2 separate regions of the Drosophila melanogaster genome follow, and region 1 is linked to region 2. Evidence: chromatin contacts called from public Hi-C data. All regions are on one chromosome and are shown on one strand. The core of a region is the stretch at or near the end of the contact, and the rest is flanking DNA. Distances in the headings are between cores, read along the strand shown. Region 1 overlaps Ptp61F (Protein tyrosine phosphatase 61F). Region 2 holds the start of CG2211.

Evidence for each region. A called contact is a pair of places that touch in the nucleus more often than the background predicts.
Region 1: a contact with region 2 is called in a Hi-C map of the Kc167 cell line, with 3 times the contacts expected there. A contact is called at or near these places in 4 of 107 Hi-C or Micro-C datasets (the Clone 8 cell line, the Kc167 cell line, the ML-DmBG3-c2 cell line and 1 more) and 1 of 7 datasets of targeted methods (the S2 cell line).

Annotation. Positions count from the first base shown.
Region 1 is chr3L:1,374,319-1,377,360 of dm6, reverse strand. All of the region lies in intron 3 of Ptp61F (Protein tyrosine phosphatase 61F), which reads left to right. All of the region lies in intron 1 of ru (roughoid), which reads right to left. Among named protein-coding and RNA genes, the nearest start is that of tRNA:Glu-CTC-3-1, 4.1 kb to the left of the region's middle.
Region 2 is chr3L:1,333,879-1,337,259 of dm6, reverse strand. It overlaps CG2211, which reads left to right and starts at 1,901. Exons shown (of 4, transcript NM_138258.3): 1 at 1,901-2,219; 2 at 2,288-2,747; 3 at 2,804-3,381. The coding sequence starts at 2,739. Hmbs (Hydroxymethylbilane synthase) reads right to left here and starts at 2,371. Exons shown (of 4, transcript NM_138259.3): 1 at 1,972-2,371; 2 at 1,244-1,316. The coding sequence starts at 2,019.

The DNA.
Region 1 (3,042 bases), core at 36-2,535, 41 kb before region 2:
TGAAAATGGAAATGGCTTGACAAGCCTTTTGTTCTCGCGTTTTTCTCTGGGGGACGCAAAGACAAATAAACAGCAGATTGCCAAGGAAGGAAGACAGGAAGGAAGGAAGAAAGGAAGTAACCAGTTGGGGGGAACGCACCAAGAACCAAGAGGAATGTTCTAAAACGAGACAGCTCAAATTGGTGCTTAAATAGTTCTTACTTAAGCAAACAAGCTAAAGATCTCATCACAGAATGAATATCATGGGTAAATGGGTTTATTTTACCACTTTTCTCTGGGGAAACAAAAATGCAAACTCTGCCTTAAGATCCATTTCCCAAGGAACGTGCCCAGGGCTTTTCCAATAAATATTTGCATTCGTTTTCTCATTATTATGATTTCACCGCTGGTCGAGCGGTTTTCCCAAGCTAATGTGCGATCCATTTTTCGTGCGACTTTCCACGAGCCGAGAAAATCGCGCTCATAAAGGAAAAAGCGGCGTCATTAATGGGTTCAATAGCAGCGCAAAGTTGGTGCGAATTTCCCCCTGGCCGCCACTTTGGAGCTCAATGAACTGGACCCTGCCCCGCCCCGATTATCACATTTCGATTAGCAACGACTTCGGCTCCAAGACGGAGACGAGCTGACCTGCCAACTGGCGTTCATAACCACATTAGCACCGCTGGCGCTGCCCTCGACCCGTCGATGACCCACCTGCCGCCACGCCCCTCGCTCTCCGCCCCTTTGGGTAGATATATGTACATATATATATCGCCGATCTACATTCGCTTCCTCAACGTTCACCAACATTGTTGCCGCAGTCGGTGGGCCCGTTCCGCCCCCTTTGCCGCCTCTTCTTCTGTGGACAAAAGCGCGGCGCCTACCTTTACCGCTCCCTCTCTGCCCCCTGCTCATCTGCCCCTTCCCCTTTTGCTCCCCTTTTCTTGGCGTGGTAATTATTCGCGCTCAGGTGAGTACGCGAGTCTGCAAAGCGTAACTTGTAGCTTGTAGATACATTCACGTATCTCTTCGCACGCATCTACATATGGAAAACTGTGGGCATGGGCCGAGGTTGGAAACTGTGAAATGCGCTAGAGATGGGCAATTGCACAAGCATTCCAACTTGAGAAACTCAACTTTAAGTAAACGGTGCACCGAACAGTACTAACAAAGTATCAATCTAATATTCTATGAAATATTTCTATACTTTGCTGAATAATGCTTGGCATTTCCTGTTGATATAAACTTGAAAAACTTATCTAAGCTCGTGAGTCACGCGACCATCGCTGCGGTAGATGGACAAAAGTTAATCACCGTTGCCGTTTAGCTCAGTGAGCTTGTTGTTGGGGATCTCGTCTGGGAGCTGGAGCCACATATGCTATATGGTGTAGCTGTTGGCTCGCATAGTTTACATTTTATAAGTTAATTGAGTTAACTGTGCAACGCTCTCACTTTGTGGTCATTTGCAGATGCAGATTGGTCGGGTATCCGCCAGATATACGCTACGATTGCATCTATCTATCTATATAGCTATCTATCTATCGGATGCAGCGCTGATCATCGGGAGCAACTATCATCTATGGGTGGTCAGTCCACAGGCCCTTGGCGAGAACCGTTTTAATTATAAATACTTTCTCGCCTTTTTGTCGGCGTTTGTAAATCTGCATAATTCGTGTTGTGGTTGCAGCCATTAAAATTAAATAAAACCCGAAGGAAAAAAAATGCAAAACAAGCGGCGACCAACAATTTCTGCTGTTTAATTGCCAGAATATTTGATTTCACATACATATATAAGCGTTTTCTATGTTTTTTTTCTTATTGTGCTATTTGTCGGGCATTTTTGTGTTTTTCTCGATTTTGGTTTTTCAGCTTTGGTGATTTTATTTTCCTTTTTTTTTTCACATTGCGTCAATGCAAAATAATAACCCAAATAGCTGTGATAACTCTTTGTAAACGATTTGCATTCGGTTTGTCCGTGATTTTTGCTTAATTCTATCATAAATACTACATGACAACGGTGCGATGCATTGGATCAAATGGTTTCGGCTGAAACATACTCTATTTAACAAAAAAAAATATTGATAAAGAATATAATCGAAAAATCAAACATCGGTGTGATTTTTTAGCTACGTATATTTAGTGCGCTTCCTTTGAAACTAAATTGAAATTGAAATATGTCGCAAAGTTTCAATTAGCTGAGATCTGATTAATTACATTGCTAAACACAATCTTCCGCTTTTAAATATTTATCACATGAGAGTCACACTTTTTGCAAGTGCAAATCGCGTATACAAATTGTGTCAATGGCTCGGCTTTGATAGTTGTCGACCAACTTCAATTGCTGACGTCAAAGACTTTGGCCCACGTTTCGTGTGAAACTCGTTTGGGACACCTCACCCCTTCCCTCTATGGGCCACCAATCGATGGGGACTTCAGGTGTTCGCATTGCGTGGGCCTGACTCACTCAACAGAACCCCTCACCTCAACGCAATTCGAATTGGTTTGGGTTCCGTTCTCTAGAGAATGTGACCCTGGCTGGGTTCCGTTTCACTTTTCGCCAGATTTTGTAAATTTTCAATCTCTTTTATTTGGCTGCTCTTATTAAAAGCATTTGTTGAGACCGCTTAGTGTCGATTCACACGTCAGATGCATGCCTACAGTGCTCACTCGCTAAGTGGGATCACTATTATACATACACCTGTGCTATCGATTGTTACAAATGAATAGTGTGTAATTTAGAGTTCATATACTTTATATACTGAATAATCTGAATTTTTGTTTGATTAATTTGTATTTATAATAATTTGTAGCACTGTATGTGTATTTGTATCTGTATCTATGGGATGCATTCTTAGCATGTTTGTTTGTGGTTTGCACTGCAGTTTTCGCAATCGTTTGCCTTTGTTTTTGTTTATCGCCAATCCGCGAATCTTTGCTGTCTTATCTTCTTCGGTTGCTCTTCTTTCGTTGTTTTTTTCAGCTCTCTCTTTCTTTTGTTTCATTTTCACCTCTTTCGAAGCACATTGATGAATGAAAAGCGTTGGTGAGAGTGGTGGTGAAGAC
Region 2 (3,381 bases), core at 652-3,151:
AATTAGACCGGTTGAAACAACATAGCGTTTTGTATTTATCTTACTAAATATTTAACTTTGATAAGCGATTTCATATTCATTATCGTACACAATTTACTTCTTCTGACCTCAGAAATTGTACCCACTTGAAACGACATCTTAGATCAATAATCTAAGGATGGCGTTTCCATAATTGCAGTTTGTTATGTCATCATCACCTGATAAGGAACCCAGTAGCACGCCAGGTTCTCCACTTTACGACAGCAATCAAGCGAGACATGCAAACGGAATAGGTATATCTCCCCAATTTCCCCTTTCCTAGTTTGGACCCGCAGCGATAATGTCTTTTCCAAATGTTTTGCTTATCGGACCGGGAATAGAATTTGAATAAAAGCGTATATCAAAGAGGGAAATTGCGTGCGAGGCGTTGAGTAAAGCACTTGGCAAATTTTATGTCAATGAAATATGGATAGGGCAAGTGAAATCCAACAATTTCAAATAGATTACGGTGGTGCTAGCCATGATAAAGCCACACCGACTGACTCATCGTGGGTGCTTCCAAATGTATTTCCATAAACTGGCCAATCTTATCGGGTTCAAAGGTACTCAACATGCCTGTGCAAATACAATTTCAACAGATTTCCCATAATGTCGCCAGAAAGTGCGACTCTTATCGAATATTTCACTGCGATCAGAGATAGACCGATCGAATGTCGTATCACTTCATCCAAACAAAAATTCTCACGTAATGTGGTTCAGCCAACAGAATTTATATGGCCAAAACAGTTTGGTAGTTCCAAAGAATAATAATTATCTCTAGTGCTGATTATTTGCCCGCTACTGTATGTTTGTGCGTATGTGTGAGTTGGCATTCCCTAATCTCGGGAGAAACAACAACAGCACAGCCATTGACATTGAGCAAACTTCGGCAAATGGCACGTGAGCGGAAAAGAGATGACGAAAGAGCGAGAGCAATGAATTTAGAGAAGCCGATATGCATAAAGCCGATCGTATGCAATCCCATTTAAACAGTCGCAACATTTGCTATGACCACTATCAGAACGCTAGATAAGCATGGCTCCTGCTGGAATTTCCACAAGTCATGCTTCGTGTAGAGTTTCTAAAGGCCCCTGTGCAGCATGACTGCGCTGTTTACATGTATGTATGTAAGCACTTCCAACTCCCTTTCAGTTTGCTGATCATGAGTTTCCAATTCCCCTTCCAGCCGGTGCCCCAATATTTATCAACCCCGACTTTCACTTACGGATCTCGAATTTCTGCTTGGGATATAGCTTCTGCAGGCGGCCGATGACATGTTTGGTCTGAATCAGAGCGAGCTGAAAAGGGGGAAGGGGGTTAAATTGTTTAATAGAGTGCCTATTATATGCTAAATGCAAATTAACAGAGAGAAGGAGAGAGTAGGGCACTTAGCTCGCAAATAAGTCAAGTAATTTCAAATTGGAATGCCAGCAGCACACAGGTGGCCTTCACTTCGAGCACGATCAAAGGTGGCGGCTCAGTGCAATTAACACAAAAATTATTAAAAGGCCCAGCTTAAAATCAAGTTTTCAAATGGGGTCCATACAAAAACAAGTACAGTGCGGGCTCGACAGAGGAACACATTTGTTTTGTGTATTATTCGTTTTTTCTACTTTCGGTTAATTATGTTGGTTTACTTTGCGAAAGTGCACTGTATTAGTTTGGCCTCTCTCTCTCACCCTCTCTGTCTGCCTCTCTCTTCCTCTCATTCTGCAAAAGTGCGTACTGTTGCTATAGCGAATTGTGTAACAGTAACCAAAAAGCAGAGCAAGTACAACAACTGCAATAACACCACGCGGAGAGCAACAAGTCTTGCATAAGGGAGGGGGAGACGGGAGAGAAAGAGAGAGCCACGAAAATGTGATTGAAATTCAAATGCAGCACTTCCAATTCGAATTCCAAGCGGATGTAGTATGCACATATTTTAGTTCTCGTCGCCTTTAACACACTTACCTCGCTCTTTCGCGATCCAACGCGTATAACCTTTTCCTGCGCCGACATTATAGGCGCTCTAATGTTTTGCTAATAAGTGTTGCACAACAATTGTTTATGCTGGGTTATTTGTTCGTTGTTCCTGTTGTTGTTGCAAAGTGAAAGTGTGTGCGAGAAGGACAGCTTTCGGGGTCACGTTGACAGCCAAAGAAGGAGGAGTGCTGATTAGAAAACCGAGCCCGGATGAACGATAAAAGATGAATGAAAACGTAAATGCACGCACTATTCAAGACACATTTTTGAGTTATTGTCACGTTGGCTTTGTACTAATCAGCAGAAAATCCCAGCCCGAACGATCTTTCCAAATTTTTAGCTGCTGGCCGATACTACGACCGAGCAAAGAGCGAAAAGTGAATGACAAGTGTGACCGCGGGCGAACCGTTAAAATATACGAAGAACGGCTGACAGGGCTGGCGAGTGCATGGGCACAGTTTGTGACTGAAGCCAGAAAAAATACTAAGCGTGACTAAAATTAGTTCAGTGTATAAATGTTAAAAATTACTTAAATATTTTTGACAATATAAGTGAAAGCAATACTTATACCCGCACATCATTTACAGCCCTATTAACATTTTAAGTTGTAAATATCTAAACTACCAAAACGAAATATTTGGTAAATTATGAAGCCCTGACAACTCTGTAGTCGATAGGCAAAAGAGCTCGCGCCATGAGCCTATCGTTCTCAGCTGTTTGGAAGCAAAACAAAGGGGAAGGACTATCAATTGGAAATGTTTCTGGTGAGGAATAATAAGTACTGAAGAAATGCAAAATAATAAAGGGCTGAACGGTCCAGTTCATCAGCCGTCCCACGCGGACGCTGGGCAACCGAATGCAGGCGGTTCGGGAGCGCTTGGGTCCGGACTTAGCTGATCAACTGGACGCTCTGCATCGTAATGTGATGCGGACTGGTCTGGTGTCCACACAGGAGCTGGAGGAGGCATTCCGCAAAACGCGCGACATGGACCACAACCCGAACCGGTTGAATCTGCTCTGGCTGCTGGGCATCGTGTTCTTCATCATGGTGGCCACCCCGGTCTTTTATGAGACCATCTCGTTCCTGCTCGGAGTGCGTTGCTTTCTGCCCAACAACTACTTGGTATGGGAGGCCACCAGGCCCATTAGTGACTGCGAGTTTTGTAAAGGGGTGAGGGCTCCCCTGATCTTGGCCAATCTCACCATGGAGGAGTTTGCACCGCACGCGTACTCCTCAATGCCCATCATTGTGAAGAGGGCGGTGGCTCACTGGCCAGCACAAAAGAACCTCAGCTTTGCCTTCATAAAAGAATTGTACGAAAGTGTCCCGGGAGCAATGGACTCAGATTGCCAGTTTCTGCACTTCAACTCTGATCTCAAGTCGCTGAAGCATGTGTT